7 separate regions of the Mus musculus genome follow, and regions 2, 3, 4, 5, 6 and 7 are each linked to region 1. A link is a contact called in public Hi-C, HiChIP or PLAC-seq and promoter capture Hi-C data. All regions are on one chromosome and are shown on one strand. The core of a region is the stretch at or near the end of the contact, and the rest is flanking DNA. Distances in the headings are between cores, read along the strand shown.

What was found. Promoter capture Hi-C pulls out the DNA fragments that hold promoters and counts their contacts. A called contact is a pair of places that touch in the nucleus more often than the background predicts. HiChIP or PLAC-seq counts read pairs in DNA pulled down with a chosen protein or histone mark.
Region 2: a promoter capture Hi-C map of liver shows a contact between it and region 1, with 5 times the contacts expected there. The contact joins the promoter of Ankrd35 here to the promoter of Prkab2 in region 1. A contact is called at or near these places in 4 of 39 promoter capture datasets (hippocampal neurons, liver and pre-B cells) and 1 of 115 datasets of contacts at active chromatin or transcription factors (extraembryonic endoderm stem cells).
Region 3: a contact with region 1 is called in a promoter capture Hi-C map of liver, with 4 times the contacts expected there. The contact joins the promoter of Pias3 here to the promoter of Prkab2 in region 1. A contact is called at or near these places in 3 of 39 promoter capture datasets (erythroid cells, liver and pre-B cells), 1 of 484 Hi-C or Micro-C datasets (embryonic stem cells), 2 of 115 datasets of contacts at active chromatin or transcription factors (astrocytes and extraembryonic endoderm stem cells) and 2 of 9 other capture datasets (liver and pancreatic islet).
Region 4: a contact with region 1 is called in an H3K4me3 HiChIP or PLAC-seq map of bone marrow-derived macrophages, with 4 times the contacts expected there. The contact joins the enhancer-like site here to the promoter of Prkab2 in region 1. A contact is called at or near these places in 1 of 39 promoter capture datasets (hippocampal neurons) and 6 of 115 datasets of contacts at active chromatin or transcription factors (astrocytes, bone marrow-derived macrophages, embryonic forebrain and 3 more).
Region 5: a contact with region 1 is called in a Hi-C map of muscle stem cells, with 5 times the contacts expected there. The contact joins the promoter of Zfp697 here to the promoter of Prkab2 in region 1. A contact is called at or near these places in 4 of 39 promoter capture datasets (the 3T3-L1 cell line, cranial neural crest, frontonasal cranial neural crest and 1 more), 1 of 484 Hi-C or Micro-C datasets (muscle stem cells) and 2 of 115 datasets of contacts at active chromatin or transcription factors (the NIH/3T3 cell line and extraembryonic endoderm stem cells).
Region 6: a Hi-C map of CD8 T cells shows a contact between it and region 1, with 3 times the contacts expected there. The contact joins the enhancer-like site here to the promoter of Prkab2 in region 1. A contact is called at or near these places in 6 of 39 promoter capture datasets (the C10 cell line, the HPC-7 cell line, cranial neural crest and 3 more), 1 of 484 Hi-C or Micro-C datasets (CD8 T cells), 3 of 115 datasets of contacts at active chromatin or transcription factors (astrocytes, forebrain and large pre-B cells) and 1 of 9 other capture datasets (adipose tissue).
Region 7: a promoter capture Hi-C map of pre-B cells shows a contact between it and region 1, with 5 times the contacts expected there. The contact joins the promoter of Phgdh here to the promoter of Prkab2 in region 1. A contact is called at or near these places in 9 of 39 promoter capture datasets (the 3T3-L1 cell line, the C10 cell line, the HPC-7 cell line and 6 more), 6 of 115 datasets of contacts at active chromatin or transcription factors (astrocytes, craniofacial prominence, extraembryonic endoderm stem cells and 3 more) and 3 of 9 other capture datasets (adipose tissue, liver and macrophages).

What each region holds. Positions count from the first base shown.
Region 1 is chr3:97,656,184-97,659,975 of GRCm38.p6, reverse strand. It overlaps Prkab2 (protein kinase, AMP-activated, beta 2 non-catalytic subunit), which reads right to left and starts at 1,764. Exons shown (of 8, transcript NM_182997.2): 1 at 1,607-1,764; 2 at 1,210-1,387. The coding sequence starts at 1,362.
Region 2 is chr3:96,668,297-96,672,088 of GRCm38.p6, reverse strand. It overlaps Ankrd35 (ankyrin repeat domain 35), which reads right to left and starts at 1,958. Exons shown (of 14, transcript NM_001356538.1): 1 at 1,640-1,958. The coding sequence starts at 1,678.
Region 3 is chr3:96,695,328-96,699,119 of GRCm38.p6, reverse strand. It overlaps Pias3 (protein inhibitor of activated STAT 3), which reads right to left and starts at 2,044. Exons shown (of 14, transcript NM_001165949.1): 1 at 1,925-2,044. The coding sequence starts at 1,948.
Region 4 is chr3:96,887,504-96,891,295 of GRCm38.p6, reverse strand. It overlaps Gpr89 (G protein-coupled receptor 89), which reads left to right. Exons shown (of 14, transcript NM_026229.4): 6 at 373-493; 7 at 1,307-1,387. Among named protein-coding and RNA genes, the nearest start is that of Gpr89, 16 kb to the left of the region's middle. Within about 2 kb of position 1,820, at least 13 of the 459 cell types and tissues checked have an H3K27ac peak or open chromatin away from gene starts, as enhancers often do. A contact at or near this core is called in bone marrow-derived macrophages, where this site is marked.
Region 5 is chr3:98,380,551-98,384,342 of GRCm38.p6, reverse strand. Zfp697 (zinc finger protein 697) reads right to left here and starts at 1,862. Exons shown (of 3, transcript NM_172863.4): 1 at 1,765-1,862. It also overlaps a transcript of Gm52610 not described here.
Region 6 is chr3:98,355,110-98,358,901 of GRCm38.p6, reverse strand. Gm31420 (a long non-coding RNA gene) reads right to left here. Exons shown (of 3, transcript XR_001783933.2): 3 at 3,603-3,792. Among named protein-coding and RNA genes, the nearest start is that of Gm31420, 6.1 kb to the right of the region's middle. Within about 2 kb of position 1,576, at least 33 of the 459 cell types and tissues checked have an H3K27ac peak or open chromatin away from gene starts, as enhancers often do. A contact at or near this core is called in CD8 T cells, where this site is marked.
Region 7 is chr3:98,338,321-98,342,112 of GRCm38.p6, reverse strand. It overlaps Phgdh (3-phosphoglycerate dehydrogenase), which reads left to right and starts at 2,144. Exons shown (of 12, transcript NM_016966.3): 1 at 2,144-2,418. The coding sequence starts at 2,281.

The sequences.
Region 1 (3,792 bases), core at 515-3,014:
GTACCCAAATCCTGAGTCATCAATGTAGGAATGAGCAAAAATACACGGCCTGCCTGTCATCCTAGATAAGCTTTGGAGAAGGAAATCTAGGCTGAGTCCAGGGCCCAAATGAGGAGGAATCCTAGAGGAGAGGAAACAGGGAAGAGGGAACCCCAAGAAATGGCCGGTTCAATGACGCACTTTTCTAACGGCGTTCTCAATCTCGATCGGAGAAAATAAGGTGTGTAATTCAAATTTCATGTGCCATCAAAGTGGCAAATAAAACTCTGTTATCCTAAGCCTCAGTTCACTGGGAAGTGATAAATGTCCACCACCCCACCCCATCCCCAAGGGCCGGGTTTTCTTTTTCACTCCAGAAAGTCTACCGGGAGAAATTACATGTATTTAATGCTGACATTTCTAAGTGATTAGGAACATTAGGGTAGCAATCACACTGCTGTCAGCTCCATCTGGCTCTTCTTTTGAGTGACCAAAAGTGGCCTCTGGCTCCAAGTCTATGGAATTGAGAGCTAAGGCTTCAGGTCAGTAGAGGGTGGTTTTGAGCCCCGGGCAACGTTTTGAAGTACTTCTGAGGAGTGAAGTAAAGTGACTTGCTCTCCTGTGCAAAGCTCACAGCTACATTTTAAAACGGCACGTTTCAAAAAAAGATCTGAGCCATTAACCAAATGATGTCCTATATGGATCCCCAAGACTAGGGGAAAGTATTCAAGTAATCAACTGATGGCAGCTCAGAGCCATACAAAGGTGGACGAGGATCGAAGAGGTGATGCAGAACACGTAAGAGAGAGCAAGAAGGAGACCTACACAGAGACATTTTCAGGGAGAAGTCATCTAGCTATCTTGAGGCCAATGTGAGAAACTGAGCCCTTTTCAATAGCTCAGACAACGCACCCTCCGAAGTTTCCACCCGCGCTCACAACCTATACATCCTGCAAGCTCTGGAAGAGGGCAACCTGCACGTAGATCCAAGGATGGGGCTGGCAGGGGATGGGTTTTTGGTACTCGTCCTAAAAGGTTGGCCCACAGATTACTCTGAGCAGCAGGAAAACAACTCCGCGCCCCTATCCTAATTTGAGGTAGTATCTAGGAGGAATTAGCACCCAGCATCTCTATCCGCGGAATAGCCTTCTAGTTAAAAAGCCCATAACCCTTGAGAATGAGGAGGAAGAACCAAGAAGGGCGGAGCTGCCGGCAGCCCCGCTACCTCACCTTGGAGTCGGGCAGGCTGAAGACGCTGGGGTCGTCCGTGCTCCCCACCATGATCTTGTGCTCCTTTCCCGGGCCATGGCCGCCGCCCTCAGCTCGAGCAGCTTTGGCTCCGTGGCGCTCCCCGGACACCCGCTCGCTGGTAGTGTTTCCCATGGCTGCAGCTCGAGTCGGGGGCAACCTGCCGCGGGGAATGACACCAGGCGGGGAACACCCCCGCGGCTGCGTCAGGGGCGCCCCGGCCCCGCCCCTGCGCCCGGGAAGGGAATCCCCGCCGCAGGGGACCGCGCCCGGGGTCCCCTCCCTTACCCGCTTCACGGACGCCTCGGCTCGGAGAACCGGCTCCGGGAGCCCTCGCTGCCCCACAGCCCCGGTCCCGCACACCCCCCACGCCGCTCACCTCGGGCGATGCGCTCCGGGCTCGCGTGGCTACACGCACGCCGGCTGTTCGGCGTACAAGGAGACCAATAAAGTTATTGAAATTGAAGCCGCGCCCCAAACCAGCGAACCGGGTTTCCTCCTAAAATGGCTACAAGGCCCGCGACGAGGTACCGCCTCTGCCTCTGGCCCCGCCCACCGAGCCTCTTGTTCCGCCCCCTGCGCTCCAGCCCCGCCCCCTCCTCAGCCTGGGTCGCCTGCCTCTCTAGCCACCAGCACCGCCTCTGTGGTGGGTGCGTGCGCAGCTCCGGCTTGGGGCGGGGCCGAGGGTGGGGTCCGGGTCGGGATTAGGGCTGTGAACTGTCCGCCCAGGGCTTGATAGTGGGGCGTCTTGTCTTCCTAAGCAGTTTGTCTATCCATGGGGCACGCGGTTATTAGAAAAGCCGAATCCGAGGCCTCCCCGTGCCCTAGGTACAGAATTAGAATCTGCACTTTTAACAGGATCACCTCAAACGACTGGACAGCGGTGCATAGTGGATCCACATTTTCATATTCCGCGTACGCCTCTACCAAGCAACCTTTTTAGTTGTCCCAGGAGGCATGAAATAAAAAGTAGGACAGAGAATTGACTAGACACGTGATGGCAGTTACTGCAGAAGACTTACTTCTATGTGATGCCCAAACTCATCAAAGCGGTGTTTTCTGTTACTGTGATTAGCTGTGTGGATTAATGCAAACAGCTAATGAGTGAGAGCACAGGTAGGCTGGGAATATACTATTGGACTAGCGTTTTGAAACCAGTCGGCTGGAAGTGAAGATAAAATAGGCTGATGGAGGGCCCAGTGGGGTCAAAGAACTCTGGACACAGGAGAGACTGAGTGAGCTGAGACAGTGAGAGGTGTCCTGTGAGAGTAGCGTGTCTGCCACTGAGGTTTCAGTGGTCTTGCAGTCATTAGCACTGGCAGAATCTTAGACAAGTGTGTAGATCGGTGAGATGAGGCCGACCATAAAGCCATTAGAAGTCATAAACCCTGATGAGATGGTTCAGTGGTTAAGAGCCCTTACTGTTCTTTTAGAGGACCCGGGTTTGGTCCCAGCACCTACAAGGTGGCTCATAATCATCTGTTCCAGGCGCTACAACACCTTCAGGTGCACATACAAACATGTAGGCAAAACACTCAAACATAGATTAACATTTTAAACAATGAAAGTAATTACTCAAAAGGAACAGTGAGGTAGCAAAGAGAGTTGGAGGTCTACCTTAACATTGATTTCCTTCCTCTTTACTGAAGCACTGACTCTAACCTTAGGATGTTGTCTGTCTCCACAGAGATGCATTTCTTAGCCTCCCTAATAGATAGATAGGGGGAAATGGTAAGTAGAATTTCTCCGTTTCTCTTTCTTTGTGTATAGGGTGTCCATAGAATGGCCAGAGCTCCAGCAGCCACTTCAGATCACGAGGTAGTTAAAAGCAGTGGAATAAAAAAAGGGAACTGAGCCGGGCATGGTGGCACATCTTTAATCCCAGGACTTGAGAGGCAGAGGCAGGCAGATCTCTGTGAGTTCAAGGTCAGCCTGCTCTACAGAACCAGTTTCAGGACAGCCAGAACTACATAGTGAGACCCTGTCTCACCCATCTCCCCCACAAAAAGAAAAGAATGGAAAAGGAACCATGCAGCTATGGAATCATCTCATAAATGATATATTTTAGACTTTTTATATGAAGGGGAAAGAAATATCAGTCTTGTTAGACCACTGTTGACTATCACTTTTCTATTAAATATAGCTGAACCTCATCCTACTTAATTAATCCATTGGATTGATGGAGTACTAATTGCATAGATATTAACATCACCTTCAGGAATGACTGTGTCTATAGACACAGCATTGAGTTAGGTGCTAAGGTCTTCACTGAGTGAAGGGGAATAAACGGGTCTATAAATAGCTACAGCCAGGAGAGGTAGTGGGTGCTTCAGAGGGGCTGGAGAGCTGGAGAAGCAAGAAGACACAGCAGCAGGCGTTCGTGCATGGTGAGAATCGAGGAGGAGATAAGTCCTGTTTTCTGTTTTAAGATCTTGACTTTTTAAAACCTGCTTGATTGAAGAAATACGTTGTATACCAACACCTGTTTCAAACCATACAGTGCTTTAGCCCTCAGATTCACATCAGTGGTCTACTCGGGAAAGTTTTCTGCAAAAACAGTCGGCC
Region 2 (3,792 bases), core at 709-3,208, 990 kb after region 1:
TGTGGAAGGAACAAACAAACACAAAAACAAAACAAAACAAAACAAACAACAACAAAGAATGAAATAGTCCCCCTCCTAAAGAGAAACAGACTCCATAAATCTGAAAGGGAGAACAATTCTGGGAACTTTCCATAATTAGGGGAAAGTGACCATGGATTAGAAAATCACTGAGAGCTAAGCCAGTGTGTTAAGAACCCAGGTAGCCGCAGTTTCTGTTATCTGTAAGAGTAAAGGCCCTTACTGTTTGGTCAGTGTGTAGAAACTCCATGCAGAAGCAAATGTAAATGGGACAGAGACAGGCCTAGACAGTTCTTACTCTTGCTTCACAGGTTTCTGCCAGGTTTCTGTGGCCTGCCAGGCACAGTGAGATAACCAAACATTTCTCACATCTGCTTATGAATGAATGACGCGTCAACTAAGCAATATTAGTACCAAGGGACTCATACCCCCAACCTCCTCAGAAGACGCCATTCCCTCCACAGAGGGCCACTCCGGAAGAACTCTTTAGAGAAGGACAACTGTATCCTCCCTGAACCACCATCTTCCAAAATCTTTGTTTTGCTCTAGAGGGGAGAGAACGGAGAAGAGAGTAACCCTTGTCAGGAACTCTCTCATTGTGATCCACTCTGTCTTCTCCTTCACCATCTCATTCCCCTAACTCAATCAAAGAAAATGAACACAAATGCTAAACAAGACAAAGGAATAATTGGGGGTGGGGTGGGATGGGGGGAGAACCAGACAGAACTTGATTGGTCCCAAGAACCAGTCTGAAGACTAGACAGTACAGAGAACTGGCCAGGGTAAATTCTGCAGGCAACTCACCCAGGCTCTTGGGGATCAGCCAGGAGACTTGTCTGTCCTCTGACAGCGTTTGTCTGGCTAGCTAGGTTGCAAGGTTAAGCCACTGTAAGCAGGCAGGAGGTCCAGGCAAAAGGTAGAGGAAGTAATATTGAGGAAAAGGTCACTGGAAATTAAGAAAACAGAGGCCCCATGTTGGACAGACGCTTGGAAAGAGATTTGGATTGGTGCTTGAGAGAGTGGAAGAGGCAGTGTCATGGAGTGGAAGAGGCAAGTTTGGTAAAGGAGGCTGTGAAGAAGGGTTGGAAGAAGGCACTGGGGTGAGAATACTTTGGGGGCAGAAAATACTGTTAGGGGCAGAAAGCAAAGAGTAAAAATGGAGCTATGTGAGAGAGAACGTTGTGAGAAGGCAAGGATGGAAGTGAAGCTATAGGGCAGGAATTAGGGATAGAAGTAGGAACGGATTTAAAGGCTGGGGTGGGGGCGGGCAGATGTCTGGAGGTGGGTTGGTACTGGGAGCCGCAGCTGAAGTAGAGACCAGGGTCATTGGAAGAGAACAGAACTTTAGAAAGCATACCAGAAGCTGGAAGCCAAATATGTTGGGAAAAGGAGCCAAGGGGAAGCACCTTGGGAAGGAAAAGATTAAGGGACAGGGTTTTAATAACACCCATAAGTTCAGTTACCAGGGCTGGCGACCGCATTATCAGAACTGCTAACATCGCAGGAAAGACTGATGCAGGCAGGGTTAATGCGATCATCCATGGAGATGGGACTCAGGACTTCTGTCAACACAGGGCTTGAATCCCAGCCACAGCCCTTCTCCCACACATTTGGCACCTACCGCCACTTGTGAACTGGAGCAGGAGAAGATGCGCTTCATGGCCGGGGCTAGGGCCACGGGGGGACGGGGACGCGCAGAGAGCCGGGCCACAAGTTCCTAACCCAACTCGGCTACGGCTGTGCCGAAAGACAGCTGTCAAAAAGCAGACTGGGTCCCGCCCCAAGCCCCGCCCCAGATCCCACCCCGCTCAATCGTAGACGTTCAACTGAAGGCTGGGCTTAAAACCCCGCCTCTGGCCCTGCCTAACCCCGTCCCTGCAGAGGCAAAAAGCCCGCAGTCTTTTGCGGCCACCCTGGCTGGCTCTCAAGTTCCGCCCTTCAGCCGAAGCCCGCCCCCTGTAGTTACCTACCGAATCCAAGAGGGATGCTCGCAGCCTCCGCACCAGCGACTTCCAGGCCCTAAGTCCCCCGTCTTTCTGCTTGGAGCTCCACCCCCAGTTCCGCCCCCGCCCCCTCTCAAGGACCTCCACAAGCTTCGATGTCACCAACCTCTTTTACCAGTTAATGACTCTTAGTCATAGCCATGACCTGTGTGTGCTTCATCCCCTCCCTCCCAACGCCCCAAGATCTTCTATAGAGTTTGGAAACGTGATGCACTAAGCAGACTTGATCACCAATGGGTGATTTGTGACCCACTGCAACCAGAGGTTGGACAAAACTCAAAGGATCAAGCCGATCACTAACGCAGATCTTAGAAAGCAGCAAGGGGAGAGTTTTTACTGTCTGCTTCCCCACTCCAAGAAACAAACAAACAAACAAAAAGTCCGACCTTCCTTATCCTTTAGACTCACTTCTTAGTAATTCTTGTTTGACAAGTATTAGTTGCAGCCAACTGGTCTGGCCTTCCCATCTCTCCTTTCTCCTCCCTGTAAACCAAGCAAGCCCACCCAAATACTCATGGAACCCTATGGAATAAAGCCCAAAATTCTTTTTAGAAGTGTTTTACATTAATTCATTTACTGAGGCATGAGTATGCGCTAAGGGTGGGCACCCTTGTGGAGGTCAGAAGACAACCGGCGTTGGCTTTCTCCATTCACCTTGTGAATCCGGTGCTTGAACTAAAGTAGTGAGGCTTAGCAGCAGACCCCACCCCCACCCCCGCCCCCCCAAGATGCTATAGGCCCAAAGTTCTTTTCTTTTTTCTTTCTTTCTTTTTTTTTTTTTTTTGTTTGGTCGAGACAGGGTTTCTCTGTGTAGCCGTGGCTGTCCTGGAACTCACTTTGTAGACCAGGCTGGCCTCGAACTCAGAAACCTGCCTGCCTCTGCCTCCCAAGTGCTATTATTACAGGCATGTGCCACCACCGCCCGGCTTAGGCCCAAAGTTCTTAACATGGTTTTCAAGGTTCTTCTGAAACAGAAGCCTGAAGAAGGTGTGGTGACGCATCCGCCTTTAATCTCAGCACTCCGGAATCAGAGGCAGGTAGATTTCTGTAAATTGAGGCCAGTCTTGTGTGGTGGGTCTACATAGCAAGTTCCAGGACAGCCAGAGGTACATAACAGAGAGATCCTGTCTCAAAAACCAAAACCAGAAGCCTGCCTTCACTCTCAGTATTTTCTGGCAAACTTCCAAGTTTAAACTGTTGTAGCAGACCATTCATTCATAATGCCCTTTGCAACTTTTTTTTTTTTAAGATTTATTTATATGTAAGTACACTGTAGCTGTCTTCAGACACTCCAGAAGAGGGAGTCAGATCTCATTACCATGTGGTTGCTGGGATTTGAACTCCGGACCTTTGGAAGAGCAGTCGGGTGCTCTTACCCACTGAGCCATCTCACCAGCCCCCCCCCCTTGTACTTTCTTAATCCATGTAAAGTGTTTTTCATTGTTGTAAAATTTCCCTTAAAACTCTGACAACCTGCCTATCAGTGTGCATTTTGGTGTGTGCCTTACTGGTCATTCTTACCATCACCTAGATGGCCCCCACCTTCCTGTTGTCCGTTTACATCTTTGTTTTTCCAATCAGGTGGGGACTCTCTGATGGCAGTGGTTGTGTTTTTGGTTTTTTTTTTTTTTTAATTAGTCCCCTAGCTTGGCTCATAGTAGGTCTTTAATGTCTGGTAAGTAAATGTGTGAATGTATAAATGCATGAGTGAGCAAAAAGCAACAAGAAAGGAAGTGTCTAGTGTGGAGAAGAAACCATTGTTTCTATAGTT
Region 3 (3,792 bases), core at 795-3,294, 960 kb after region 1:
ATTCAGGGCAGACAGCCCATGAGAGAGTGGCCAGGTGACAAGAGGATTGTATCCCACGGCCACCTCCCTATCACCTGATCCATCCTGTTCTCCCCGTGCTTCTGAATTGAAACTTTTTAAAGTCAGGGCTTTAAGCCAGAGTTCAACACTCCATCATCATCATCATCACCACCATCATCATCATCATCCACACCTTTTCATTGCCTACATGCCCATACTCCTTTAGTCTTGTTTACTAGAAGATAGCTACCAAAATGTGTAGGGGAGAAGTCCCCAAGTCTCAGTAATTGGCCAGACTTACTCCATCTGTCAGTGATCGCTAATTTCTCTGCCAGTGAAATGAGCCAATTCAAGCCAAATTAGATTAGATTAAAGGTAAATTTGCCGGGCGTGGTGGCGCACGCCTTTAATCCCAGCACTCGGAAGGCAGAGGTAGGCGGATTTCTGGGTTCCAGGCTAGCCTGGTCTACAAAGTGAGTTCCAGGACAGCCAAGGCTACACAGAGAAACCCTGTCTCGAAAAAAACAAAAAAACAAAAAAAAACAAAAACAAAAAAAAAGTTAAGTTTATTAGGAAGCTGTCCTAAGGGAATCGCCATAGGGTGGAGGAAAGGGGGGGGGAACGCACAAAATGTCTGGATTATATAGGGAAGAACCTTGGGGGAAGGGCAGCCCAGCCCCTGGGCTGGAAAGTTTAGGGTTGAGGCCTTAGAATGCCAGGTAGGGACTGAGGGATGCTGGGAGAACCTGGAGGCCAGGGCTGCTTTGAGATGTAAAATATGCACCTCAGCCCCCTTGTCCTGGGGTCTGAAACCAAACAGTCCAGAACTACCATCTTCCTTCTTTCTCTCATACATGGTATATTCATAGATAGCCACCAGGGTGGGAACCAAGGCAAACTTCTCAACAGAGACCCCAAGAGAATGAGAATGGGGTCTGTGAACCAAAGCACAGAAGTCAGCTCTTAAACGTGGATGGCCCAATGGCTAGAACTCAGGCTTACTCGGGACAAGGATGGGGCGAAGCCAGAAGATGGGGGAATGAAGGTCTAAGGTTCTGTAGGATATCTTCTGGTGTGGTTCCTTGGAGACTGTGTTGTGGTGGGGCAAGATCTCTCTCCTTCTAGGGCTCCCTTCTGTGAATGTCTAGAAGACCTAGTCACGGGTGGACCATTAGCTCTCCCAAGTTCTTTTCCTCCTGGTCTCCTTTTCAGGAATGTGATGAAAACCTTGTCCTTCTCTCTACCTTTCCATCCTTGGCTCCTCCTACTTGTTTTTATTTCTCCACTGGCTCAATAACTTTTTTTCTATCCAGTGGTTCACACTTCTCTACCTCTCCAACCACAGGACCTCATTAGGACAGTTCCTTACTCTAAGCCTCCAGGATGCTCCTGCCTCATCTCTTAAGGTACGCTCCTGTACAGCCCCGCCCCCTTACGTCTCAGCCCCCCTATCGGTACTGCCCAAGGCTCGGATGCCCACAGCAGCCCCAAGCCTAAGCTTCAGGTCCCCGGGAGCTTGATAACATCTGGTCCTCGGGTCCCATCCCTACGGCTCCCCCTCACTGTCACACCTCTTGGCCTGATGGACTCACCCCTACGCCTCTAGAGGAGCTTTCCCTCGCCCGCCTGTACCCTGCAACTACCTACTACTAAAAGCGGCTACGGCCCCGCGTCCCCGCCCCTTGTGCCTCGGCCCTCCGGGGCGACAATTCCCCCCTCCGCCCCACCCCTGCATCTGCCCTGCGGCCCCGCCCCCGGGGCGCCACCGCAGCCCCTTTTCGCGGCCGCTGCCCGCGCATCCCTGTAGCCAGTCCCTGCCACGTCGCCCGCACCCACCCCATCCCGCTGCGCCCAGCCTGGTCGCCTCCCCGCCTCAGCGGGCAGCCGAGCGAGTCCTGCTGGGGCTGGGGGAGGGGGCCGGTACCTTTAACTCGCCCAGCTCCGCCATCTTGAGACATCGCAGGCGCCCCAGCCCGAGCCGGAGCTCAGGCCCAGGGACCGGCGCAAACTCTCCGCCCCAGCGCCGGCCGCAAAGGCCGCCTGCTCCGCCCCGTCCGGCCCCCTACACCTCCCCTTCCCGGCCCCGCCCGCCGGGCTCCGGACCGCCGCCGGCCTCGCCCCTTCTCCTGCAGCCGGATGGCCGGGGCAAGTCTCCCGGCGGCGGGAGACACGGTGGCCCCGCAGGGAGTGTGCAGCCCGGGGATCTCGGGGCCCTGCGGGTAACGACGAGAAGGCGGACCCGAAGGGATGGGCTTTTAGGCAGCCAAGGATACTTGAAAGATGGAGGGAAAGTATCCGGAACTGCCGGAGCTCCGAGGGATGGGGGAGGGGCGGCGAAGTTGGAGCCCCTGTCCCCCGGAGATCTCCGCCGCAAGTTTAGTTAGCGAAATCCCAGAGTCCCGCCAACTCTGAAAGTGATGCTCTCCTGTCCTTTTTGGGGGAAGTTGGGGACTTGCGAACTGTTGGAGACGGCTGTTCCGAATTCTTCACCTCCCCCGAACACAGCAATTACAAGCTTAGGTCCTGCTAGCGCCATACGACTCAAGGCTTGACAGGCAACAAAGTTGGGTGCGGAAAGCAGGACTTACCCGCAGAGTTGCGGGGGTGAGCCCCGGTGCAGAAAGGGCTCGCGCAGCTCCGGCAGTCTGCTGCACGGCTGGAGTTCAGTCGGGCAGCTGGACGCTGCAGCCGCAGCACCGCCCGGGCCTGAGCTCCGCCCGGCCAAGCGTTGCTGCTGGGGCCGCCCCCTCCAGGGTAAGCCCGCCAGGACCTCGGAGAGGGGAGAGGGGCGGAGCCCAGGAGCCGGGCGGGAGTTATTAACTCCTCTGAGCGCTGAGGAGAGAAGAGATTCTGGGCATTCAAAGTTTGAGTAGTCCTTTGATCCCTTGCGGGAGGGAGTGTAGAGCCTGGACTGGGCTGGACTGGGACTATGTGCATTGGGACTCTGGTTGTTTAGAAAGGTTATAGGATGAGATCTCCATCTATCTGGGGGAAAACCTGGGCTACAAATGGAAAATAAGCAGCCCAATCCCTACAGATAACCCTCTATCTCCCAACCTCCAAATATGCTTTCAGTAACTAGGGATCCCACAGTTGGTGAACACAAGGAGATACAGGTACAGAAGACACACTTCTGCCCCTCTTTAAAGTGCCTACTTCCTCCTCCAAAGCTTTGGACCCTCCAAAGGGCCCTGTTTCAACCAAGTTGGTCACTTAACCTGACGATTTGAGTAGTTCATTTCTTTGTTTGTTTGTTTGTTTGTTTGTTTTTCGAGACAGGGTTTCTCTGTGTAGCCCTGGCTGTCCTGGAACTCACTCTGTAGACCAGGCTGGTCTCGAACTCAGAAATCCACCTATCTCTGCCTCCCGAGTGCTGGGATTAAAGGCATGAGCCACCACTGCCTGGCTGAGTAGTTCATTTCTATATCTATAAAGATAGCTACTTTAAGGCACTGTTCCTTATACTAGTTATCGTAAAAACTCCACATTTTATAGTTGTTTGGGGCCTCAGGGATAATGTCATTTGTCCAGTAAATATTTGTAAAGGGGGGAGGTAAATATTAAAGTGGCAATCAGGGATTGCTAGGTGCTGAGGGCTTAAAACCATTCGAAAGCTCAGTCTGGCATCAGAGGCAAGTTGTACAACAAACATGCAAAATAATAAAAAGCTCTAGTAAATACTAGGAATAATCTCATTTAGTTTAAGCCTTCAGTGTAATCCTTTCCATGAGCCCCAACCTAAGCTGCAGGCCATAAAGTGCTAACAATATTTCTAGTGCCTGTTAATTATAC
Region 4 (3,792 bases), core at 571-3,070, 770 kb after region 1:
TCATATAATAAACAAAGGCAAAGATCAGCAGCCTGCCAATATTTAAAAATAAGCTTGTTGGCTGGTGAGATGGTGGTTAAAAGCACTTGGTGTTCTTGCAGAGGACCTAGGCAGGTTCCCAGCACTCGTGTGATGGTTCACAACCATCTGTAACTCCAGTTCCAGGGAATTCACGCTCTCTTCTGACCTCCACAGGTACCAGCACACATGTAGGCAGAATGCTCATACACATAACAAATAAACATAAAACAAACGTTGTAATGGGCTTGTATAAGATACCGGTTGATGTTGTAAGCAGTGTTTGCTTCCGTGACACAGATGGAAGCCGCTCTGTGTGTAGTGCCCAGTATTAACGTGCATCGGTGTTTTCAGGGATCTTGTCCATAGAGCAGCTCATCAGCCGGGTAGGCGTAATCGGGGTGACGCTCATGGCTCTGCTTTCCGGATTTGGTGCTGTCAACTGTCCGTACACATACATGTCCTACTTCCTCAGGTAACACATACTTTATCTCCTTCCTTTTTCACTGTTACTGAATATGTACCCTTAGTTGATTTTAATTTAGATTCTCTTATCTTAACCCCCTGAACACTGGGATTACAGGCATGTGCCACCACATCTGGCTCATTTATTTTCTAAGTGGCGAATTTTATGTCCCTTTGCATACACTCTTTAAATACATCTTTCCAGTGGACAACAGTGTGAGCTTCTCCCAACTACAGGAAATTAGTTCCTCCTTGACATCAAATAGTAGGAGACCATGCCAACTTAAGCATCTTTTTTAATTTTTACGCCTATGAGTGTTTGTCTATGTATGTATGTGCATTGTGTGTATGCCTGGTACCCACAAAAACATCAGATGCTCTAGAACTGGAGTTGGAGACATCTGTGAGCCACTTCCAGGTACTGGGAAGCCAGGTCCTCTCCAGCAGTGGCCAGTACTCTTAACCCCAAGCCTTCTCTCTAGCCCAGTGGTTCTCCACTTTCCTGACAGCTCCTCATCTTGTGGTGAGGAGCTTCAACCATTAAATTATTTTCATTGCTACTTCATAACTGTAACTTTGCCATTGTTTTAAATAGTAGTGTAAACATATTTGGAGATAGACAATTGCCTGAGGGTCACGACCCACAGATTGAATATATGATCTAGCCAATAAGCATTTATTTCAAATGTGTCTAGGTCAAAGCTAAGGAAGGCTGAGCACAGGGCACCCACTGCCGCACTAGGACAACAGAAAAATAGCTCTACGGAGTTTATGATGCCCAAGCATGGGATCCCAGACATCACTCATTTCTTGCTCATTGCAGGAACGTGACTGACACAGATATTCTTGCCCTGGAACGGCGACTGCTGCAGACCATGGACATGATCATAAGCAAAAAGAAAAGGTGAGGCTGGCACCCTGTGTCCCTGTAAAGAGCTGGTGGGACGCTTTCTTACTTGTTGTATGTAGGGTACTGAACCACGAAGCTCTACTCTCACCTCAGAGGAAGAAAATTCTTAAGTTCTACCCTCTGAATTTCAGCACTTCTCTTTAAATTGTTGGAATAATGTTTACTATTTGGAGGTTATGTACATATTTAACGTCACTGTGCAGAGGACAAGGCTATCATCCTTTACTCTAAGACTGTTCCAACTTCTTTTTCTCCAGCTACCTAAGCTCCTTTAAGTCTTCTAGACGGTGTTTTCCTCTCTACCCAGATAGACAGGGCAGTGACAGAGCAAAGAGAGGATTCCATCCAAGTTCAGCTTGGTGATCCTGTGACTTTCGTGAGATTACTCATAGGATCATGTGAGTGACCCGGGCAGTTACATCACTGAAAGCCCACAGTGTGGGTGACACCTCTTGCAGGCTCTAGTACTGGAGCCCCAACCCTGCAGCTTTGAGGCAGCTCTGTACTGAAGAACATCCATGGAGATGGATGCTCTCTCTCTCTCTCCCTCCCTCCCTCCCTCCCCGTCTCCCTCCCTCTCTCCTTCCTCCAACAGTTGCTCAGCACTTCTGTAAACTGTATATAGGAGGGACTTCTTTGAGTCTTAAATCTCCTGAATTTCATAAACTCCTTGAGACTCTTCTACAATGAAATGTTTCAGTCAAAAAAAAAAGTGCAATGTAAAAGTCATCCAAAAGGTATTTTTAATCTATATTTTCAAAGTGGCATTTTTATAGAATCTGTGTCACAGTAAGCCTACAAAGCCATCTGACATCACATTATTTGTATTAGAATCTTTGTCTACACCCTACAATGCATCCTTGAACTAGGCATTGTGTCTTTGTGCCTCTGTTTCCTTATGTGTAAAAAAATGAAATAAGCCACGTGGGTTGGCACATGGCTGTAAGCTTGTACTTGTGAGGCACGGGCAGGGGGATCAGGAGTTCAGAGCCTGCCTAGGGTACATGGTACATGTTAGTGACCTGGCTACATGGAAGGAGCCTGTCACATGACAAAAGGGAACTGTTAATGCATTGAGACCCGTGCAGCCGCTAAGAACAGCGAGTGATACCTAGCAAAGACAAGTACTGACATTATCAATAATCTGTGATAATAACTTAGTTTCCATAAGCCCATTTGCCTTTAACTTTATGAAATAGTCTCTGCTCAATATTATAACACATGTTCATGAAGCTTATTGTCTGCTGTCTTCATCAAAGTTATTATCCACATATGAGTGGTAGTAGTTTTGACTTGAGTGGTTTCACATTTCATATTTTCTCCTCCAACACGCTTGTATAGTTTGCTCCATAATCAAGTCAGAGCAGCCTTAATGGAAGAGACATCATAGACACAGAATAACAATGAAGGCTCCAAGTTACTGAGCAGTATTTGTCTCAGTTTGTACGTGTCTGTACTAAGTGTGAAAGGTGAACATGTGGCTGAACAGTTATTTACATGTCTGTACTAAATGTGAAAGGTGGACATGTGGCTGTACATTTATTTTGCTTGCAAATATGTTACTTATATTCTGTACTTTCTATAGAAATGTAAGGTTTTTAAAAAATAAAAAGACTGGGGGCTGGAGAGATGGCTCAGTGGTTAAGAGCACTGACTGCTCTTCCAGAGGTCCTGAGTTCAATTCCCAGCAACCACATGGTGGCTCACAACCATCTGTAATGGGATCTGATGCCCTCTTCTGGTGTGTCTGAAGACAGCTACAGTGTGCTCACATACATTAAATAAATAAATAAATAAATAAATAAATAAATAAATATTTAAAAAAAAAATAAAAATATTCAATAGTGATACACACACACATACACGTGTGTGTGTGTGTGTGTGAGAGAGAGAGAGAGAGAGAGAATTATATTATTTTTGTCCCCAAGGTTGTTCTTGCTTTTGTGATATTTCTTCTATAAATGAAAAGACACACCTGACATTTGAGGTAGAATCAGACCTGAGGCTGTTGTAGATGGACCCTCTTGCCCATCTTATACTAGCTATGGTTAGGAATTGGCTCTGACTCAGGCACATCACCCACCAGTTCTTGTCTGTCAGAATCAAGGGTGGTTGGGTCCCTCTGCGAGTCACTTGACTAGCTAGGCTCTCAGAGGAATTGGTCTCCCAGCTGGACTTGATCAGCACGGCCTCTTCTAGTGGGGCTAACGGGACATACAAACAGCTCACACACGGAGCCCTCCCAGTTAGCACAGGGTAGAATAACCTTTTGGCAAGTGTCCATAGCTGGGAGGAGTGGTGACCAGAACCCATTTTAGATTTCAGCACAGTGGCCTGCAAGAACAGTATCTGTTGTGGACAGGATGGGCAGGGTGGAATATACACGGAACCTGGGAGGA
Region 5 (3,792 bases), core at 613-3,112, 720 kb before region 1:
CCTCAGACATACAGCCTCCAGTGAGGTCACCCGGTCCCTTCAATTTAGCTGCGCCCTTTGAGTTTTCTGACTTCTTGTCACTCACTCCTTAATTCCAGTAGGTTTTGAATGCCATCATGTTTTTTTTTTTTTCTCCTGAGTGACCTGGAAGGCAGCTTGACTTTCACTGTATGGTCTTGGTTCAATCTCAGGTCATTGTCTCTTGGACTGTCAATTTCTCCCCTAAAGATCCTACCTCCTCCAAGCACAGCCAGTGTGTACAACCGGGAACTTTTTCCGATGCAGACACTCTTTCTTCATTTTATCTAACATTGGCTGCCTGTACAATTCCAGTTAGTTCATTCCAACTTAGTTCACATGTCTTATCTAACAGTGCCAGTGAAAAGCCTTCCACCCCCTACAAGCCATTAATCCAGGGTCCAAAGCATCCTTTTCCCCCCCGTGCACCTGAAATAATCCGCCTACTACTCAAGAGGAATTCCTTTGGTTTTAAAGTACATTATACATTAAGTAATCACCATATGTTTCCTTAAGAGAAGGGATGCACACTTGTATACACATAGAAGATCAGAAAGGCATCAGAGGCAGGTGAATTAATTCCCTTATGGGAGTCACACTCCGGTTGTGTTTAAACTTGCCCATTTGTCCATAGCAGCTCACAAAGACCACCAACTCGCTAGCTATTGCCACATTTACCACAACGGTCTCTTGGGAAGAGACCCACTATATGGGAATGCTGACAGCCAACGGAGCCTGACTCAACAGGCAGGATTACAGCACTAAATTAAATTATGCCTCATACTCATGTGGGGGGTGGCTGATTCACTGCGGGGGGGGGATGGGGGCGTGGTTAAGAAAATAAAGGTTAAATCAGAGGAAGTCCCAGAGGAAGTCTTAAAGTCCCGTTCTAGAGACCTGCTATTGTGTGCTCTGGCTGTAAGGTACATCCAGGGTCTCTGTCTCACTGTTCCTCTTCACCATCCCTCATGCTAACATATGCCTCACCCCAGGCCACCTGAGCCTCAATAAGCTCTCTGGCCGCAGGCTCCAGCTCTGTCCACCACCTGCCCATGATCAGCCAACGTGGATATTTGTGGTTGGGGATTCTAGCAAAACCAGACAACGACCCCTCCTGAGCCACGCGCGGCTGGCTAGCTCAGCCTTCCTTTCGCAGGTCCTCATTGTACCTTTCTCCCAGTCCGATCGCAGCCCCCAGGTGGCAATCCGAATCGGTCAGACAGATGGGAGGAGCAGGTAACAGACACGTTTCACAAGGGCCAAAATGAACCTGCTGACCTTCGCAAAGTCCCCGCCTTCATCCCCTTCCTCACAGTGGGGCTGGGGGCACTGACTTAGTAGGCAAAGGGAGCACGATCTAAGCTGATGCACCGATGCACACAAAGCCTTTCACCTTCTGCTTGTCTTGCAAGCTCCTCCCTGGGCTTGGTCTCCCAGGGTCTCTGATGCCCCCTTCGGTGGTCTGTGGGACGGTCCGACTTGCTCTGGCAGCGCAGTCTCAGCCTCCTCCTCCCCTCCCCTCGCCACAGAGACCAAAGGGAGCTCAACCCAGCTATAGGACACGAAGGGTCCCCTTCTGTCCTTGGTTCCTGAGCCCACGGGGTGGCGGACCACAGTCCAGTGTGCGAAGGACAGCTTCGCGCGGCAGCTCAGCCACAGCACACATCCCAGCCCCTAGATGATCAGCTCAGGTTCCCAGCTCCCTATCCGCGAAGCCGGCGCGCCCAGCCGCAGCAGCGCTCCTACCTGTGATGCGCCGGGCAGCTCTGAGCGCACTGCCCAAGCCTGGCGCCCGGTGCTGAGGCTATGCAACCGCGGGCTGGCACTCGGGCTGGCTGCCCACTACCTCCTCGCTGGGGCTTCCTGTGGGGCTGGACAAAGGACATTTCCTGGGAGGAGCAGGGAATGTTCCCAGCATGCCTCGATTTGTAGTTCACCGAGACTTCCTGCCACCGCAGCAACAACGGGGGCTCTACTCAGACCCCAGGACTGGAGGAGAGGACCCTGTCGGGCTGTAGTAGCTCGGAGCCGATGGCCGACCCGCCGCCGCTTGGTAGAGTCGCGATCCTGCAGACGCATGCTGCCCTCACACGCTTGCTGCCCTGGGCGCGCAGTGCGAGCGGCCTTTTCTTTAGAAGTGAACTTTGTGATATGCTCTCTTTACGTCGGCTTCCCCCACCCCACCCCACCCCACCCCACCCCCGCTTCTTCTTCTAATAGATGGTCTTCCATAAGGTGAGGCTGGGGGAGGCGAGCATACTCTGACACTCAGCCTAGCCTGGGACTCACCTAGACAACTCACCGCGATTCTTCTTCCTACTCTTCAGGTGTATACCAACCCGAGTTTGTTGTTTTGCTTTGTTTCTGTTGTGCGCTAATCTACCTTAAAGCCCCCTGCATGCGTGGCCAGTGCTCTGTCCATCTACCAACTTTTTCACCTCCCAGGTTCTCTAGCTCAGTGTTTCTCAACCTGTCTGTCACGACCCCTTGTGGATCAAATGGTCTTCTCGCAGAAGTGGCCTAAGACCATCAGAAAACACAGATATTTATCAACATTACAGTTGATAAACAGTAACAAAATTATAAAGTAGCAATGAAAATAATGGTTAGGAGTCACCACAACATGAAGGGTCGCAGCATTAGGAAGGTTGAGAACCACAACTCTATGCAGTCAGGACTCTGGCTGTGGCCTGTTTAAGAAAAACATTTGGCTGCTCTTCTGGTATCCAGGCTCCTTAAAGATCTTAGCACTTTTGCCCTAAAAACCATGCAGAGCTGATCATTCCTAGATCCTGGCCTGGTGACATCCCTTTTCTCCACTGTTGGCCTCTGCCCAGGCTTCTTTTTAAGAGAAGTAATTGAGAGATAAAAAATAAACTTCATGAATTACATATGTGAGAGCCTAAATGACAAGCCGGATGGTGGAGCACACCTTTAATCCCAGCACCCAGGAGGCAGAAGCAGATAGATCTCTGTGAGTTATAGGCCAGCCTGGTCTGCAGAGGGAGGTCTAGGACAGCCAGGGCTAAACAGGAAAATTTTGTCTTGAAAGCAAAAAGCAAACACACAAAAACTAAATGACTAAAAGCTGAGCTGAGTCATTTTACCAAAGGATGGCAGGAAGGGTATAGTAAGTCAATCAAGGAAAGGATGGGTCCTAAGATTTTCTAGAATACTTGAAAAATAATCTGGCAATAGCCCCGTGTAGTGACACCGCCCAGAAGGCTGGGGCAGGAGGGTATGGAGTTCAAAGTTAATATGGGTTATCTAGCAAGACTCTGGCCACAGGTAATACCTGCATGCATACACAATCAGAAAGTCACAATTTGAGTTTCCATTTGTCAACTCCCATTTCAACTCAGAAGAAGTAGGGACCTTTAAGAGAGGGCCTTAGTCTGTGTTTAAGAACAGAGTATCTAAGAATGCTATCATCGTTCTTCTAGAGTCCTTTCGCCATGGGATAAATGGCTGGTTTAATTCAAGGTGCAGAACTGATGAGGAGCAAGTGGATAGTACTGTTTACTTCGCAGACGTCCTTGTTGATCTGTTGGCTATCCATCTGAATTAGTTGCACAAAGTATTTTAGCTTCATGTTTGTAGCCTTGGAACATTCAGGTGAAAAGCTCCCCATTTCCCCTAGATGGAACTCATGGATGTTTGTCAAATCACATAGCCTCATCATGCTCAGTGTGAGAAGGCGCTGGGCCTGCCTGCGGCACTCAAAATTGTCTACTCTGCCTCCATGAAGCTATTTTCTCTCCTTCCTCTAACACA
Region 6 (3,792 bases), core at 327-2,826, 700 kb before region 1:
GTAAGAGAGCTGGCTTGTAGATAATTCATTTCCAGTGAGTGTGATGGGCATGTGTCTGAGATTCCAGCACTTGGAAGACTGAGGCAGGAGAATTGCTGTGAGTTTGAGGTCTAAGTTTGGCTACTTGTTGAGTGCCAGGACAGCCTGAGCTACAGACAGACAGACAGACAGACAGATAGACAAAAGAAGAAGGAGGGGGAGGAAAAGGAGGTGGAGGAGAAGGAGAAGAAGGAGAAAGAGAGGAGAAGGAGAAGGAGAAGGAGAAGGAGGAGGAGGAGGAGGAGGAGGAGGAGGAGGAGGAGGAGGAGGAGGAGGAGGAGGAGAAGGAGAAGGAGAAGGAGAAGGAGAAGGAGAAGGAGAAGGAGAAGGAGAAGGAGAAGGAGAAGGAGAAGGAGAAGGAGAAGGAGAAGGAGAAGGAGAAGGAGGAGAAGGAGAAGGTGCTTACCACACACGTTCAATCCCTGGAACCCAAGTGAGGGTGGAAGGAGAAAACTGATTCCAAAAAGAGTTGTCTTCTGACCTCCGCACACACATGTTGTGGATAGGCCTGGTGCTGTTTATATGTTGATGCTAATTCCACTCTCCTGGGAGGTGTTGCAGACAAGGAGTGAGTCAAGTACTCAAGTGAGTTCTTGTGAACTTATCCCCTAATGAATAAAGAAGCCCATCACTGGGCGATTAGGAGGGACTTCCAGGTTGGATGGAGGAAGAGAGGAAGCAGGAGAGAGTAGGACCTCTTTTTAGATAGGGATAGCATGAGGACAAGATGTAATGACGAGTGTCTCCCAGTTTCAACGGTGAATCCTTTAGGATTCGCCACCAGAGGATTTGGATTTAATAAGTTAGGATTTCAGTTGTTGTGCCCAGAGATTGAGTTATCATTGTTTCTGAACTAAGTTTGTGTTGCATTTCCTTCACAGGGTGCCTCATGTGGGTTCAAGAGAGAAAAGTACAGCGGCAAAGAGTGGGTTTGCCTGAGGTACACCACAAAGGTCATGGGGTTTTGAAGCACTGGGTTGGTATGGCAGCGACCCTCCTGAAGGAACTTAGTGAGCTGGATGGAGAGATTTTGGAGCTCTGAGTTAAAGAGTCTCCATGAGATAAGAACAAGCCGACCAGCCTGGCAGGACTGAGAGTAGCTGGGAAAAGCACGGGAACTTGCCGATTCTTTTGGTATTTCCCACAATAAACACACATGCTGTGAGGCATGTGCCTGTACACGCATCATACAAAAACAATGATAGTAATAAATCTGACTTTTTAAAATTCAAAATCAGACAATAAGAAACTAAAACATTTATATGAGAACATTTCCTAAGCCAAGCAAGGTGATTCCAGCACTTGGGAGGTGGGAGCAGGAGGACCCAGAGGGAGTCCGAGGTCATCTTCCTCTATTGAGTGAGTTCAAGGCCAGCCTGGGCCACATGCTGTGTAAGTCAGTCCACTAATCCTCCTGCCTCATCAAGCCACACTTGGATGCAGTTGCTTCTTTGGTCTATTCTTGCTGCCCTGTCTAGGGTTTGTTTACATCTCCCCAAGACATGTTGCCCTTGGTTCCTGAATACAGATGAGTTTGGGAGAAGTTTCATTGCCTCTGCCCAGCAGTCTGAGGGGGCAAACCCAACATGGCTGACTTCACCAAATGGTATGTCATCACACACCTCCAGGTCGTAGTTGTGCTTCCCCTGCTGTCGCTAAGGAGCCAGTGGAGGCTGTGTTACCTACCCAGAAAGAGTGTGTCCCTGTGAGGAAGGGATTGCAACAGACTATCACAAACACATGGCATCTTCCACGTTAGCCTATGCTTTGACAGGAAATTAAATACAAAAGAGGAAGAGAACAAGGTACTGACTTTCTAGTCTTTATGGGGGAAACAAGGAATGGTCATGTGACTCCCAGTCTAAATGAATCAAAACTATTCTGACTTCAATAAACTTGCTGAGGCAATGCAGCCAGAAGTGGTAGTTGTTACAGTATTTTTCCTAATGGGACATAAAGAAACATCAATTCACACCACCACCCCCACCCCCATAGCATGGACAGACCAGATAAACAATGACTCAAAATGAGCTGTGTCACCCAAAACCCAACCACTAAAGTAGGTGGTGACATCCCTGGAGCTCCTGCTCAATGTGTGGCAGTCACCAAAGACTCCTTTTTCCTCTTCCTCATAAAAGTTTATTGCTTATAAAACCTTGGAGATGGGACCCATGAATCTCCCTCCTCCCTCAGGAAAGGACATTTTAGTTTCAAAGAAGAAGGAAGAGGAGGAGGAAGAGGAGGAGGAGACAAGATCACATACAGGCCATCCATCAGATACCAGTGAATAATAACATTTGCCCACAAATCTGATGGCCTGTGTTGGATCCTTGGATCACACGGTAAAAAATGGAAGGAGAGAGTGGATCCTGAGAGCTGGCCCCTGGCCACATGTGCACCGTATATGCATGCATATTCACACATATCTCACACACCATAATAATAATAATAACAACAACAATTATAATAATAACAAATTTTTAAAATCACATCCCAAAAGGAAGGAGCAGGAAAATAGCAAAAAAGAAACACTGGATCAAACAAAGACTGAAACCCAGCAGCGTGAACACCAGATTCTGCAGTTCAATATCGGGCATCCAGGTCACATGGGGTCATCATACGCTCGCTCTCCAAGGGGCCTATGCACCTCCACCTGCAGTCCATACAGCCAGGGCCTGACAGGTGCCACTGCCTGTCTCAGGTTTCCTCAGCCAGCACTCATCTTCCTAGCATACTAGGATCATGGCCTCTCTCTCCATTATGATGGGGGGAAAAGACACATTTAATCAAATTACACGGAGACTGAGCAGACGGGGAAAGCACAGCTGGGAGAGATGTGTGTCATCTTTGAAGGATGCCATGGTGGTAATGAGCTGGAACCAGTCATCCATCCACACAGGAATTTCCTCCCCAGGGCACACCTCATTCTGTGCATTCCATTCTATAAAACGTGCCACTCACAGTCGGCAAATGAGTGTGCAGCATGGGGACAGAGAGGCATTTGTGTTTCTGTCTTGGGTATCTCAGCGAGGCCTGGAAAGTGAACAATTAAAACAACCGATAGAAAAGTACACATGAGGCAGAAGTCACTGTGCTGTGTGCCTGTTCTTCCACAGGGTGGCTCACAACCCTCCAGACCTCCAGCTACAGGGGCTTGACACCCTCTTCTTACACATAAAATAAAATAAATACGCATTTTTCCACTGATTAATTTATTCATTTGTTCACTTTACATCCTGATCTCAGCCTCCCTCTCCTCCCGGTCCTTCCCTCACATGGCCCCTCCCTTCATCCCTCTCCTCTTCTCCTCTGAGAAGTGGGGAGACCACCCTAGGTACCACCCCACCCTGGCATATTAAGTCACCGCAGGACTAGGCACATCCTCTCTTACTGAGGCTAGACAAAACAGCCCAGTTAGAGGAACAGGATCCACAGGTAGGCAACAGAGCTGGGGAGAGCCCTGCTCCAGTTGTCGGGGTCCTGCATAAAGACCAAGCCGCACACTTGTAACATGTCGCTTCTGTCTCCGACCAGCAAAAAAGAGTGACGACACAGCGTTCTTCTCAAAGCAGTTTATTCAGGAAGCTTTCAACATGCAAGCAGGAATCTCCTCTAGCCCCAATCGCAATCCCTTATATAACCCCTCAACCACGCCCCATCAGCCCAGTCCGCGTAATCTCAGTTCATTGGCCTTCATCAAATGGCCTGATCTTGCATCATGGTGGGCCTGCGCAGCTCTCACGATGGACGTGC
Region 7 (3,792 bases), core at 895-3,394, 680 kb before region 1:
ATTTATTTATGTATTTGTGTGTGTATGTATGTATGTATGTATGTATGTATGTATTATATGTAAGTACACTGTAGCTGTCCTCAGATACTCCAGAAGAGGGCATCAGATTTCATTAAGGATGGTTGTGTGGTTGCTGGGATTTGAACTCAGGACCTTCGGAAGAGCAGTCGGCACTCTTAACCACTGAGCCATCTCACCAGCCCGACAATGTCTTTTTTAAAAAAAGAAGAAGAAAGCATGATACTAGAATGTGTCCAGTAGCACATTAGATCTTACGTAATTGAGTTCTCAATGAGGATAGGTAGGGTGTGTTCATGAACACTGATGCCATAGCCAATAAGAATGTACAGGAACCCAGAAAAGTCTACTCAGTGAAGAAGGGTGGGGTCACTGTAATCCCCTGTGTGGGGCTTCTCTCTTTGACCTGGGGCCAGGTTGTAAGGTCATAGGCACATCAATGAAGTCTCTCCTAACAGGCCAGAGATCTTCACCAGGGCTGCCAACCCCAGCTCAAGGGCTCACAGACAACAGGAAATCATCTCTTGTTTTATTGTTCTAGACAAAATCTCTGGTAGCCTAGGATAGCCTGGAATCAATTTTGATTCGGCTCTGATCTCCCTGGAAATCTACGTCCCAAGTGCTGAGATCACAGACGGGTGTCATCGTGCGGGATTGGCACGGGGATTTTTCTCCATTAAAGTTTCAATTCCAGGGTTCTCCACAGTGTCTCAAAGGATACCCGCCACCTGACATGTCAGCTGACTGGCTTAGAGTGAAGGGGTGCAGGGCACACTAATCCCCAAGATGTCTTTCTTATCTCATCCCCACATCGGACACTTCCCTACTGTCAGGCTCACGTTACGGAGAAGAAAGCAAAAGCCTGGAGAGATACTTTCAGAGTCCGTTTCTTCTTCTTCTTCTTCTTCTTCCTCTTCTTCTTCTTCTTTTTGTTTGTTTGTTTAAGAAGCTGGAAATCAACCCCCGCTGGATCATTGATATTCTACCCGAAAAATTATCTGCTTTACTTCTCACTGTGCAGGTTTGGGGCTCACCACTGGTCTCCAAATAGAAAATTAAGTCGGCTGCTCTCCTCCGGTCCCTATGAACCCTGTTACTGTTACTCTTATCCGGAGAGCCAAGGGCATCCGAGCTGGCCTGCTGTGGCTGCTGAAGTCTCTCTTTTCCCAAGGGGCTGGGCCAGAGAAGGGAAAGGAAGGAAAGTCTAGAGGAAAGGGCAGAACTACTTCCCCAGTTCTTCCAAGAAGGCCAGGGTTCCTGTTTTGTGGATGGAGGTAACAGCACAGGCAGAGGACTTGTCAGTACATAGTTCTGAAAGAGACTCTCTTACTTACATTTGATGTTAAGATTGTGAGGTATAATAGTAAGGGGTGTTATTTATATAATATAATCAAGGCTGAATTTACCTAACAGATTTAATCCCTTCTAAAAAAAAAAAAAGTAATCATCTAACTTCTAAAGACTAAAACCACTACCACCCTTGTACTTCTCTCCCCCTCCCTGACTCCCATCTGGGGCTGACCTGGAACTCCTGGGTTCAAGTGGTCCTCCAGCCTCATTCATGGCCCTTACTGTATCTAGATTTAATCTTAAAGTCTTTTGGGGGGTAAGGAATAAGAAGCCCTTGCCTTTCCCAGACTTGTCTCTCATCTCCCACTGGGATTGGTGGAAGGCAAGAACCAACTCTTATGTACACACACACACACACACACACACCTTGTTCCTTAATCTCCTAACGGTGTGTGTGTGTGTGTGTGTGTGTGTGTGTGTGTGTGTGTGTGTGCGTTGCTGAGAATCGAACCCGTGGCCTTACTCAGTCTAATTATGCTCAACTAGGAGTTATAAATACCCAGCCAATAAATGGTCTTTAAGAGGAAAGAAGTTACTATGAGATTTAATTCCCTCGTGGAGACAGCGTATTTCTGTTTATTTCCAATATAAATCAGCCTGCTGGCATAAATCGTGCGTGTTAAAGCTCACCCGGGGCAGGTAAGGGCTTCACTGCTGGAAGTGTAGTCTGTGTAGGATTTAAAAAAAAAAAAAAAAATGTGTGGGAGGCTCTGCCCGGGGAGGCGGAGTCAGCAGAGTTTAAGCATTTCTGACCAATCAAAAGGAGACTGTTGGCGCGAGGAGGGGGAGGATAAAGGGGGAGCGGGAGATCGAGAACCCTGCCCAGTCACCGGAGCCAGCCCTGCTTGCAGTTTCCTGAACTAAGTGCTTCTGCCCACCCACAGCAACTGATTCTAAGGCCTGACTCTAGCAATGGCCTTCGCAAATCTGCGCAAAGTACTCATCAGTGACAGCCTGGACCCCTGCTGCCGGAAGATCCTGCAAGATGGAGGGCTGCAGGTGGTGGAGAAGCAGAACTTGAGCAAGGAGGAGCTGATAGCTGAACTCCAGGTAAGGCGAGCCGGACACAAGCGTAATCACCGGGCATCTTTATGGCCAAACCCGCTGACCCCAGTGGTTCCAGGGCTGTCCTCCCCTATCTTATCAGTTGGTCCCGGGGCCTCCGGAGATTCGGGACCAGCAGTGGGAGGGAGGAAAAGCAGAGAGGAACGAATGGCCTGGAGGTGCAGAATGCAAACTTTTTGTGCTTTTTGCTACCGCGTGTTTCTTGCCGGCGCTGCAAAGTGCAGCTGCTCCATCTGGTCCTGCGGGATGCCAGAACCTCTCTCGAATGCCAGAACCTCTCTGGAGCTTTCGTGCCTGGCGACCCAGGCTGCGAGCTCCCGGCTCGGGGTGCTACACGCACACCATCCCTGCTCAGTGCAGACTCCTGGGGTGGGGGCAGGGGGCGCGGGGCGCTGGCTCTGCTCCTGCGGGTCCCGTGGCATTTGTGGCAGCGGACTCGCACCGCCTTTTGTCTGATGCAAGACCTTGGCGCTCTTTCCCCCGCCCCGGGGAGCGCTCGCAGGATTCCGGGCGGCCCGGGGGTGCAGCCGGAGCCCCGCGCCGCCCACGCGGCCGCCGCCGGGAGTCAACCTCCACCATTGGCTTCATTGCCGATCAGGCCCGACTTCACTACATCAGAATCCTGTTCCAAGCGCAGTTGGGACAGGTTACTTCTACGAAGTCTTCGGAGCAAACCTCTAATCGTTATAAAACTTAAAAGTCTTTCACTTATTTGAAAAGCTTGTGTAAATCGGGTGACTTTGTTCAGACGTAAGGAAGGGGTTTCTGCTTTGTGAGCACTTCAGTTCCTGCCCTTCCTGTAGATCTAATCCATCCAGGTATGCTGTCTCGTCCCAGCTGTACTGCCCCACCCCCAAAGTTCCACGTGCTCGCTTAGGGCCTGCAGCCAGGAGGAATGTACCAGTCTTCCTGCTCAGGCTGAGGCCTCAAACCGCAGAGACCAAGCGGGGTTGTTCTTGCAACCCTGGAAACTCTCTGAGCTCGCTTGTCTATTTCTCCCAAGACCCTTCCCCGCCCCCAATCCCTTTTCCTCTACCGAGCTAATAGCCACGTGCCCAGCAGCCCTTATTCGCAGACTTTTTCTAGGCCTGGTCTTTAAGAAGCTTGAAAGAGCTAGGTGGAGATGGCACATACCTTTAATTCCAGCACTCAGGAGGCAGAGGCAGGTGGATCTCCGTGAGTTCGAGGACAGCCAGGACTACACAGAGTAGTCTTTTCTCTGTCTCAGAAAGAACAAGAAAAGTGAAAATGAGCTGGCTGGCTCATGCCTAGTATGAAGGAGGCTGAGTTTGATTATCTCCGAGTTCAAGACCAGCCCGAGCTACAGAATGAGACCCTATCTATAAAGCATGACAAGAA